Linked DNA regions of Ovis aries: region 1 is linked to region 2. The links are chromatin contacts, called in public Hi-C maps. All regions are on one chromosome and are shown on one strand. Each heading gives the region's core, a stretch centred on a gene start, on an enhancer-like site or on the middle of the called end of the contact. The rest is flanking DNA. Distances are from core to core; before and after follow the strand shown. Region 1 overlaps ITGB2 (integrin subunit beta 2). Region 2 holds the start of SUMO3 (small ubiquitin like modifier 3).

Region 1 (5,274 bases), core at 38-2,537, 77 kb before region 2:
CACAGCGCTGACCATGCGCACAGTGAGAAGTCGGCGGGGGCGGGGAGGGGGGGTGGGTTGTCTGGGCCATCTCACCAGCAGGAAGGAGACCCTCAGGGCTGTGAGAGAACCGGGTGGGCCCTGCGGCGCCTTCAGCCCCATGGTTCTGGCCACGACCACCTGTGTTCTGCCCCGACAGAAGCTGACAGAAATCATCCCCAAGTCTGCAGTCGGGGAGCTGTCTGAAGATTCCAAGAACGTGGTGGAGCTTATCAAGAGTGCCTACAATGTGAGTCCCCAGGCAGTCAGCGAAGACGGGGTCCCCACCGCAGGTTAAGAGGAGGGTGGTCTGGTGCGGAGAGCGCCGGCCTTGTCTGGGCCACACTCGGGCACCTCCCCTGGGCAGCAATGTCCTCCCTGGTTAATGGCACGGTAGGTGCCACCCCAGGCCCTCCTGCACTTGGCTGGAACATGAGCGCCAAGCCCTCTTACAGCCGCAGGGCCTGAGGGCCTCGGGCACAGCTCGCTGGGCACACCAGGAAGCGCTGGCCCCACTGGGTGAAGTCGGAGCCCCCGAGAGGAGCTCCATCTGCTGCTCCTGCCCTGTTGGAGCCCTAAGCCCCAGCAGGCCCTCCCAAACTCCAGATGCTGCCTGGGAGGGGCTGTCTCACCTTTCTGTGTCTACCTCTGTGTCTCTCTGTTTATCTCTCTCTGTGTCTGTCTCTCTCTCATTCACGTAAACAGTTTTTCCAGCTCCTGCCCTGTGCCAGGCACTGGGGTTTCAGTGGTGAGTGGGCAGTTGAGCTTCTGTTCTCATGGGGGGCTGGGACCCGTCTCCACGTCCGTAGCCGCCACTGGCCTGTCTTGAGGGGCATGACATGGGTAACCTGGCACCCACAGAGCTCTCCATGGATGCGTGGTGGGTGGTGGGGGAGGTTAGAGGCATGCCAGCCGTGGCCTGGAAGATGGGTCTGATGGTGCTACTGTCTCCCCACAGAAACTGTCCTCCAGAGTATTCCTGGATCACAACACCCTCCCTGACACCCTGAAAGTCGCCTACGACTCCTTCTGCAGTAACGGGGTGTCGCAGGTGGACCAGCCCAGAGGGGACTGCGACGGCGTCCAGATCAACGTCCCGGTGAGGCTCCCTCCCAGCCTCTGGAAGGGGCTCCCCTGGGACAGCAAGAGGGTGTGCCCTGGCCAACGGCCTACCGGGGATCAGCTAGAGGTTGGGCCTGTCCACCTCCGGTCCAGTTCCTTCCCTTTAAGATCCACACACGCTGTGGCCTGATGGGGACAGACCCCTGACTGTGAGGACTGCAGCGCCCCCTGGTGGCAGATGCTGGGCATAGCCCCACACACCTAAAAAGGGCATTCCTTCCCCTCTGGGCATCTGCTTTGGTTTGATTTTCCTGATTTTGTGGTTTTGTTTATTGTTATTATTGTTATGAATTTATTTGGCTGCATCAGGTCTTCATTGTGTCACGTGGGCTCTCCAGTTGTGGTGAGGGGCTTAGTTGCCCCTTGGCATGTGGGATCTTAGTTCCCCAGCCTGGGGTGGAACCCCAAGTCCCCTGCATTGGAAGGCAGGTTCTCAACCCCTGGACCACCAGGGAAGTCCCTGTATTCTTGTTTTTTGACAAAGACATTAAAGCAGGGGCCACACAGATGATTACAAGCAGGCAGTGAGTTATTTCTCTAATAGTTTAAATTTGCCATGACCAGGAATGATTAATCATTTCCTTTCACCAGCTTTGAATTAATATTCAGCAAAATACTTGCTTTTATTTCTGAATGACATTGAAATTCTTTCAAATATGTGCCTTACTAAATGCATGTGAATTTTGACTGAAATCTCTGCCCCTCTTACTGGGGGATCCATACCCGAATGCACTCAGTGTTGATTGCCTGATTCCTCCCTGATGCTTCCGCTCTGACTTCATGTACTGGGTGGAGACTCACTTACTGTTGACCGGCAGTGAGGCTGAGGAGGTGCTCCCTGAAGCTCCCTGAGGGCTGAGCAGCAGAGCAGTGTAGGTGGGGGGACTCTGTGCTGCCGGCTCAGTTCTCCTGGGGCATTCAGGCTCAAGATACACCCTCACAGGCAGAATCTGGGACTTCCTATGGTATTCTGACATCTTAGCCTCCGGGCTTCAGGACAAAATACCTGGAGAAAATAGACATCATTTATTAATACAAAGTCACTTTAAAATCCCTTTAAGAGATGAGTGATTAAAAGAATTCTAAAGAGACCTCCCTGCAAGTCCAGGGCACCTGAGGATGGTGGGGGCGTGGGGGGGGAGCTGCGTGGGGGCGCATGTTTCAGCATCTCTGAGTTTCCAGCTGTCATCTTCTCCCTCATCTCCCTTCCTGAGCCCTGGAGCCACCTGGAATGTCCCTGTCCTTCCCCTCTCCCACCTCGATCCACTCCACCAGCCTGGCAGCAGAGGGCGGTGGCCCTTCCTCTTCTAGGCTGTGCCCTTGTCCATGCTGCCCAGAGGAGATCAGAGTAGGGTCATGACCCTGGGGTCCCGTGCTCACCGGAGCTCTACGTTCCCATGACAGATCACCTTCCAGGTGAAGGTCACAGCCACCGAGTGCATCCAGGAGCAGTCCTTCACCATCCGGGCGCTGGGCTTCACGGACACGGTGACCGTGCGGGTCCTTCCCCAGTGCGAGTGCCAATGCCGGGAAGCCAGCAGGGACCGCAGCGTCTGCGGTGGCAGAGGCTCGATGGAGTGCGGCGTCTGCAGGTGAGGCCGCGCCCCGCCCCGCCCCCGGCGCCGGCGCGCGGAAGCAGGGTGCGCCCCGGGGGCCTCTGACCCCGCGTTCTCGCAGGTGCGACGCCGGCTACATCGGGAAGAACTGCGAGTGCCAGACGCACGGCCGGAGCAGCCAGGAGCTGGAGGGCAGCTGCCGCAAGGACAACAGCTCCATCATCTGCTCGGGGCTGGGGGACTGCATCTGCGGGCAGTGCGTGTGCCACACGAGCGACGTGCCCAACAAGAAGATCTACGGCCAGTTCTGCGAGTGCGACAACGTCAACTGCGAGCGCTACGACGGCCAAGTCTGCGGGGGCGACAGTGAGCGCTGGGGGGCCGCGGGAAGAGCCTCGGCCGCGTGGGGCCGGGGGCTTTGGCCAGGGCGGGGGCTGGGGCGGGACTGAGTCCGCGGCCGCGCTGTCTTCCAGAGAGGGGGCTCTGCTTCTGCGGCACCTGCAGGTGCAACGACCAGCATGAGGGCTCGGCGTGCCAGTGCCTCAAGTCCACTCAGGGCTGCCTCAACCTGGACGGCGTCGAGTGCAGCGGCCGCGGCCGATGCCGCTGCAACGTGTGCCAGTGCGACCCCGGCTACCAGCCGCCCCTGTGCATCGACTGCCCGGGCTGCCCCGTGCCCTGCGCTGGCTTCGCGTGAGTGTCCGCCGCCCTGCCGGTCTCGCACCTCCTTGCGGGTGGGGAGAACCACTGCCCGGCCCCGGGCGCGGGGCGGGGGCGCGGGCGCGGGCAGCCCGCCCTCCACAGAAGGGCCTGCACAAACCCGCCGCTCACGGCGGCCACTCCTCCCAACCCCGCCCGCGCTCACGCCCCGGCTCCCCCCAGCCCCTGCACCGAGTGCCTGAAGTTCGACAAGGGTCCCTTCGCCAAGAACTGCAGCGCAGCGTGCGGGCAGACGAAGCTGCTGTCCAGCCCGGTGCCCGGCGGCCGCAAGTGCAAGGAGCGTGACTCCGAGGGCTGCTGGATGACCTACACCCTGGTGCAGCGCGACGGGCGGAACAGATACGACGTGCACGTGGACGACATGCTCGGTGAGCCCGGGGCGGGGGGTGTCGGGAAGAGTCCCCCCCCGCGCCCCCACTCCCCACCCCCGGGCCCCGCATCTCTCAGCCCGCCCCCGCCGCACCCCCACCATATCCCGCCCCCAACGCATCTCAGCCCGCCCCAGTCGTTGTATACCTGGTCGGCGGGCTGTCCCACAGTAGCGCTTCCCCAAGCTGAGCGCTTCTGGAGAGTGGGTCCTGAGAGCCAGGCGGAGGGGACAGTGGGGACCTCCAGACCCAAGTCCAGCCCTTGCCCTGGAAGGGCCCGCAGAGCTGCTGCTCTCTTCCCCAGATGCCCACTACCCGCCAGTCACCCGGCTCTGCCCAGGACCCAGAGACCAGCGCAGTCTTCATAGGTCCCTCCATGACACAGGCTGGGGATATATGAGCAGGTTCTGAGGGGCAAAGACTCCAGCGGAGCCTGTCTCTGAGGTCAGAGGTCAGAAGATATCTCTAAGGAGGACAGTTGCAGATAGTTGGAGAAGGTCGGAGGTGCTGGGCTGGGCACTTAGCTCTGAGAGTCCAGGGGAGCCTTAGGTCTCTTCCCAGACATAAAAGGAGGCTGCCAACAGCTTTCAGAGGAGCACATGGCTTTCAGAAGCTGGACATACACCTGGGAAGGACCACCGCCAGGTCCAGACACTGAGCAGAGCTGGGCTGGGGTCCTGGGGCGGTGGGGACAGAGCCTGCTCTGGAGTGTAGCTCTGGGCAGGATCGGAAGGGACAGGTGACAAGTGGGGGCAGAGGGTGGGTCAGTTTCAAGGAAGTACATTGGAGTTGGAGGGACTTGGAACAATAGACCCCTGAGGAGATGGGTGTAAGGGTTGGAGCAGCAGGACCCAGAGCCATCTGGACCCCAGATCTGAGTACCCCGCCCTTCCCACTCAGAGAGGCTGAGGGTGCAGGCACAGGCTTCCAGGCCAGCCTCCAGGGTGACCGCAGCAGACATGTGACAGCTGTCCACACAGGTTCTTGCAAGACTGGGACCTGCTCCCGCTCCCCCTCCCCAGAAAAAGAGCCCCAGGAAGGCATGTGGGGCCCAGTCCCGTTTGTATCCCCAGGGCTGCAGAGCCCAGCCTGCTGGGGTGGAGGGCTCTCCCAGGGTTTCAGAGCAGATGTGCCGTCAGGTCTGGTTTGGGGCAGCTGTAGCTAAGGTGTTCAGTCTCTAAGGACATGAGGCTCCCTGGAAAGGCCAGGGTGATGAGCGAGGGGGCACCACAGACTCCGGTGCCCTCCGCCAGGCAGACAGGGAGGGGCTCGCACCGAGCGCTGTGCCTTTGTCGGCAGCCAAAGTAGGCATGCGGCAGTCCAGAGACCCCCACCTGAGCTCAGCAGGAGGCTGGGTGCAGCCCCCTTGGGCACTGGGACCCCCCTCCCATTCCCAAGGCTGCTGCTGTGAGTCTCCCCGGGAATGCTTGCACGAGGAGAGTCCCCCCTAAACTCTGATACAGTGTGGTCTGGGTGGGAGGCCAGAGTCT
Region 2 (4,743 bases), core at 379-2,878:
GGCAGGGGTGATTCTGGTCCCAGATGTCCACCTCTGTCCTGGAAGGGGCAGGATCGAGAGACTCCCTTCTCCAGGAAGCACCCCTTGAGCCAAGATCCTCTGGAACACCGCTGGTCACATTCCAGGACGACAAGGGCCAAACTTTTGGACCTGGCTGAGATGGGAGCTCAGGTCTGACCTCACCTGTCAACTAAGAGACTTAGTCTGTGATGTGGCAGCTCCATTCTGGGGCGCTCTTTCCCTCTCTCCCATTGATTTTGACAATGTTTTGTCAGTGTTCTCTTTTCTCAAATAATTAAAAAATATTATTTCGGCTGCTTCAGGTCTTAGTTGTGGCGCATCTTCTTTGCATCACTCGGGAGCTTTCCTGGCACCTCATGCAGGCTCATATCCAATAGGATCTTAAGTTTCCCCAACCCAGCAATCAGCATTGCCTGCATTGCAAGGCAGACTCTTAACCACTGGACCACCAGGGAAGTCCCAAAAAGTGAATTTTTAAGAGTCAAAAACGGTTAGATTAAGGTCCATGAAAACTTGGCTTTACGGTCTTTCGATATTGACAGGAAATGCGCTAAACCCAATGGGCTAGATCACTGTCTCCCCAGGTGCTCAGCTTCCACTGGCCAGGCTCAGAAGGACCCTGAAGAGGGCTGGACAAGGGGAGAGGAAGGAGCCACACACATTCAGGGAGCACAGATCGCAAAGTGGGTGGAACTAGAGACTTTCCACCACCCCGAGGCCCTCTTAGAAAGGCCTCTTGATGCCTCTGTTCACCCGAAGCTCAGGGTGGAGGCAGCGGACTTTGGAGCCTGCGTGGCCTTGCTGAATGAACACACCATATGTCCTTTGTGGACGGAGCTGCCAGGTGGGTCGGCCTGGTAGGCATTCTTCCTCACTCCCACTTCCTCATGACCTGACCTTCGGCTCCTCAGTGGAGGTTAGCTGGCTTTTCCTAGTAGCGTTGGGTCCCTTCCAGAGCAGCTCTTTCACTCAGGTCTCCTGGGGCCACTGTGGAGGTGGTTCTCCTGGCTGGCTTTATTTTCCTTGTTTCCTTCTGAGAAAGGCACGCACTATACGGGAGTCAGTGAGTGCAATGGGGTTTGGCTGGTGGAGCTGCGGTAGGTGAGTGGCCAGTTTGGGAGACGGGGACTGAAGAGGTGAACCGGCCATTCTCAGGCTACAAGATCGGGTGTCAGGCCTCATGGCTTGGATCTCTGTGCACCCTTGGGGGTCCCAGTGCGCCCCCTCGGGGTCCCCGCGCGCCTTCCAGCGGCTCCCCGGGCCCTCGCGGCCCCGGGCACCTCTGAGTCCCAGCGCCCCCTGCCCCACAGCTTACCCCACGCCACCCCAGCTGCCCTATGCACCGCCCCTGACCTCGACCCTAGCTGCTCTGTGCGCTCCCCGAGTCGCAGCGCACCCCTACTCCTCCAGCGGCCCCAGGCCTCGCTGCCCGGAGCACCCCCGAAGGCCAGACGCCTGACCGCGCAGGACCCGCCCGGTGACGCATTTCCAACAGCCAGGAACCCTGGTCGGCCGGGCACGCGCCCGACGGCCGGGAGCGCGCCTCGTGCACGCGCGACTGCCACGTGACCCTCGCCGGCCAACCTGCGCGCAGGGATTTGGGGGCAAAGCGCGGCCCCGCGAGCAGTTGCGGCGGGAGAGCGGCGGGCCGAGAGCGTGAGTCGCTCGCCTGGGGCTGCCTGCCGTCCCGCTGCCCTCCGAGCGCAGCCATGTCCGAGGAGAAGCCCAAGGTAAGGGCCGGCGGGTGGGGGTCGGGCCGGACTCAGCCCCCACGCCCGCGCCGCCCCCGCGCCCGCGCTCGGGGCCCCGCCGCCCTCCGCCGCCGGCCGCTGGGACCCGTGCCGAGCCGCGCCGCTGGGCCTCCCCTCCCCCCTTCTCCCTTCACCCCTCCCCCACGCCGCCGTGCCCCGCTCGGTTCCCCTCCCCCCGCCCGGTCTCGCGCCCCGCCCTCCTTCCAGGCCCCGCCCCTACCCAGACCCCGCCCCTTCCAGGCACCGCCCCTACCCAGACTCCGCCCTCGCGTTCCGACTCCGCCCAGCTTCTGCGTCCACTGTTCGAACTCCACCCCTCGGCTCCAACCCGGCCCGCCGTGCGGGGAGCCCCGCCCCGTTGGCCCGAGTCTGGTAGAGCCAGAGCTTCTAGTCTGGAGCCTCTTCATCCGCCAACATCGCCCGCGTCCCCAAACCCTGTCTGGGGCCGTTCCTTCCCAAGACCTCTTCCTTCGCCAGGTCCCTCCCTAACTATGCCCCTCACGGGGACCGGCCAGCCTGGGCTCTACTGCCCCGCGTGCGCGTGGTCCCCTCCTTAGTCCTCGGTCCCCTCCTTAGTCCTCGCTGCGGAGCGCCGAGAGGGCGCAGGCTGGGCAGGGGCTCCGAGAGGCCTGACTTGTCTGGGTCCACTGCGGCCCCTTGGGTGTGCGCCCATCCCGCGTCGCCGCTGCCGAGTGTGCGCTCTGCAGTCTGGTGCCCTGGCCGGCAGTCCTCGCGAAGGTCCGCGGTCATGAACATTAGTCTTGGAAATGGGTTTCTGGAGCTTTTCGTCTGCACTCTTGCTCTGCGCGCAGCCTCTTACCCCGCTGCTGTTGCTTGGAGATCGCACCCTAGTGCGTACGGGAGGCAGAGCCGGGCTGGGTGCGCCTGCACGGAGCCCCTGGACGGGATCCCACGGTGGGGCCCCGATGGATGCGGCCCTTTCCGCCCTGGAGCCTCCTCGGAGCTGCCTTTGCTTTTCCGGTGGGGGTGGGAGCAGATGTAACTGCCTTTCCTTATGCTCTCTAGGTGGTCTCCTCTTCCTGAGTTTAAATGCAGTGAGATAGTGAAATACGCCCAATACTGATCCTTTGGGTAAAAACGACTTATGAAAATTTAAAAATTTTATACATCAAAAGACACTGATAAAAGAACGGTAAAAATGCAACCACAGAAAAGAGATGATATCTTCAAACCACTATCAACTCAAGGAAACCCACAGAAGACTGCCAATAAGAAAGTAATTTGGGGTGTTAGGAATTGTGATTTGGGAGACACAGATTTGGGTAAACCAAAGAGCTTTCTGGGTAAGAGAAAGAATCAGGGGCTTACAAAGGCAAGAGCCACAAGGCTGAACTCTGACATAAAAGAAATGTGTGTCCCGAAGGGGTGGCTGTCACGCGTTGTTTCAGGGTCAGGGTCCCACAGGCGTCTCGAGTTTTGGGCAGGTATCCTGGATGCTTCGTCAGGATAGGATGTGGTCACAGGTCAAACTCCATCCTGGTTGAGATGAGCGTGAGTCCCGTCCTCAGTGGTCTCTGGGTTCTGTCTGAGGGGCTCTCTGAGCAACACCGACTCCCTTTTGATTTTCCTTCTACATTGCATATCTCGTAAAGGATCAATATTTAGACTATATAGAGAACTCCTAAAACTCAACAAGAAAATAACTGACCTCATTAAAATAATGATCAAAAAAACCTGAATAGACATTTCTCCAGAGAAGACATACAAATAGCCAAGAAGCTCATGGAATGATGCTTGATATCACTGATCAGGGGAATGCAAACAGAACTACGACGAGATGCTGCCTGATGCCCATTAGGATGGCTCCTTTAAAAATCAAAACAGAGAGCAGCAAGTGCTGGAGAGGGTGCGGAGAAGTTGGAATTGTTGGTGGGAATGTCAAATGATGCAGCTGCCATGGAAGAGAGAATGGAAGTTCCTCAAAGAATTAAAAGCAGAATTTCCATATGATCCAGCAGCTCTACTGCTGGGTGAAAGTGTTACTGGCTCAGTGATGTCCAGCTCTGTGGACCCACAGACTATAGCCCGCCAGGCTCCTCGTCCATGGAATTCTCCAGGCAAGAATAACTGGAGTGGGAGCCATTTCCATTTCCAGGGGATCTTCCCAACCCAGGAACTGAACCCAGGTCTTCTGCATTGCAGGCAGATTCTTTACCACCTGAGCCACCAGGCAGGCCTGGTCTATTCAGGCTTAAAAAGGAAGGAAATCTCGACCCTTGCTACATCAGGGATGAACCTGGAAGACATTATTATGCTGATTGATGTAAGGCAGTCACAAGAGGACATATACCGAAATTCCACTTAGAGGAGGTCCCTAGAGGAGTCAGATTCATGGAAGCGGAAGAATGGTGGTTGCCAGTGGCTGGGGGAGGACGAGTGAGGGTTTAATGGGGACAGAGTTTCAGTTTTATAAGATGAAAAGAGTTGTAGAGATGGATGGTGGCGGTGGTTGTATTTTATACTATAAATTGTACACTTAAAAATGGCTGAGGTGGTAAATTTTATGTGTATTTTAACACAGTGAATAAGCAGCAAAGAAATAAAAGAATAAATGGATAGGAAATCATATCTGTAAATGCAAGGAGGTACCCTGGATTGGATTCTGGAACAGAAAAATGGTATTAGTGGAGAAAAATTGTGAAATACAAAACAGAAAGAGTATTAGTGGAAAAACTGGTGAAATACGAAAAAGCTTGCAGTTCTGTCGCTAGCGGTGTGCTAGCGTTGCGTTCTTGGGCAGGAGGCACACTGTAGCGCGTGAGATGCTAACACCAAGGAGACCCAGTGGGGCGTGTAGGAGCACTCTGCCTCTGCGTGGCAACTTTTTTGGAAATGTGGGATTTTTAAAAAATAAAACCTTTATTTGAAAAGATGAAAAAGCAAAAGCATCCTTGGTTTCTGGGGAGTGGTGAGGTGCTGATTTTGGGACCCCCCAGCTTCATCAGATGGG

What was found. Hi-C and Micro-C count contacts between places; a contact is called where the count stands out from the background.
Region 1: a contact with region 2 is called in a Hi-C map of liver, with 2.3 times the contacts expected there. The contact joins the enhancer-like site here to the promoter of SUMO3 in region 2. A contact is called at or near these places in 7 of 16 Hi-C or Micro-C datasets (blood, hypothalamus, liver and 3 more).

The regions. Positions count from the first base shown.
Region 1 is chr1:265,476,059-265,481,332 of ARS-UI_Ramb_v3.0, reverse strand. It overlaps ITGB2 (integrin subunit beta 2), which reads left to right. Exons shown (of 16, transcript NM_001009485.1): 9 at 179-268; 10 at 977-1,117; 11 at 2,545-2,732; 12 at 2,818-3,062; 13 at 3,170-3,389; 14 at 3,579-3,784. Among named protein-coding and RNA genes, the nearest start is that of ITGB2, 28 kb to the left of the region's middle. Within about 2 kb of position 1,287, at least 6 of the 54 cell types and tissues checked have an H3K27ac peak or open chromatin away from gene starts, as enhancers often do. A contact at or near this core is called in hypothalamus and liver, where this site is marked.
Region 2 is chr1:265,399,507-265,404,249 of ARS-UI_Ramb_v3.0, reverse strand. SUMO3 (small ubiquitin like modifier 3) reads left to right here and starts at 1,628. Exons shown (of 3, transcript XM_060406248.1): 1 at 1,628-1,751. The coding sequence starts at 1,731.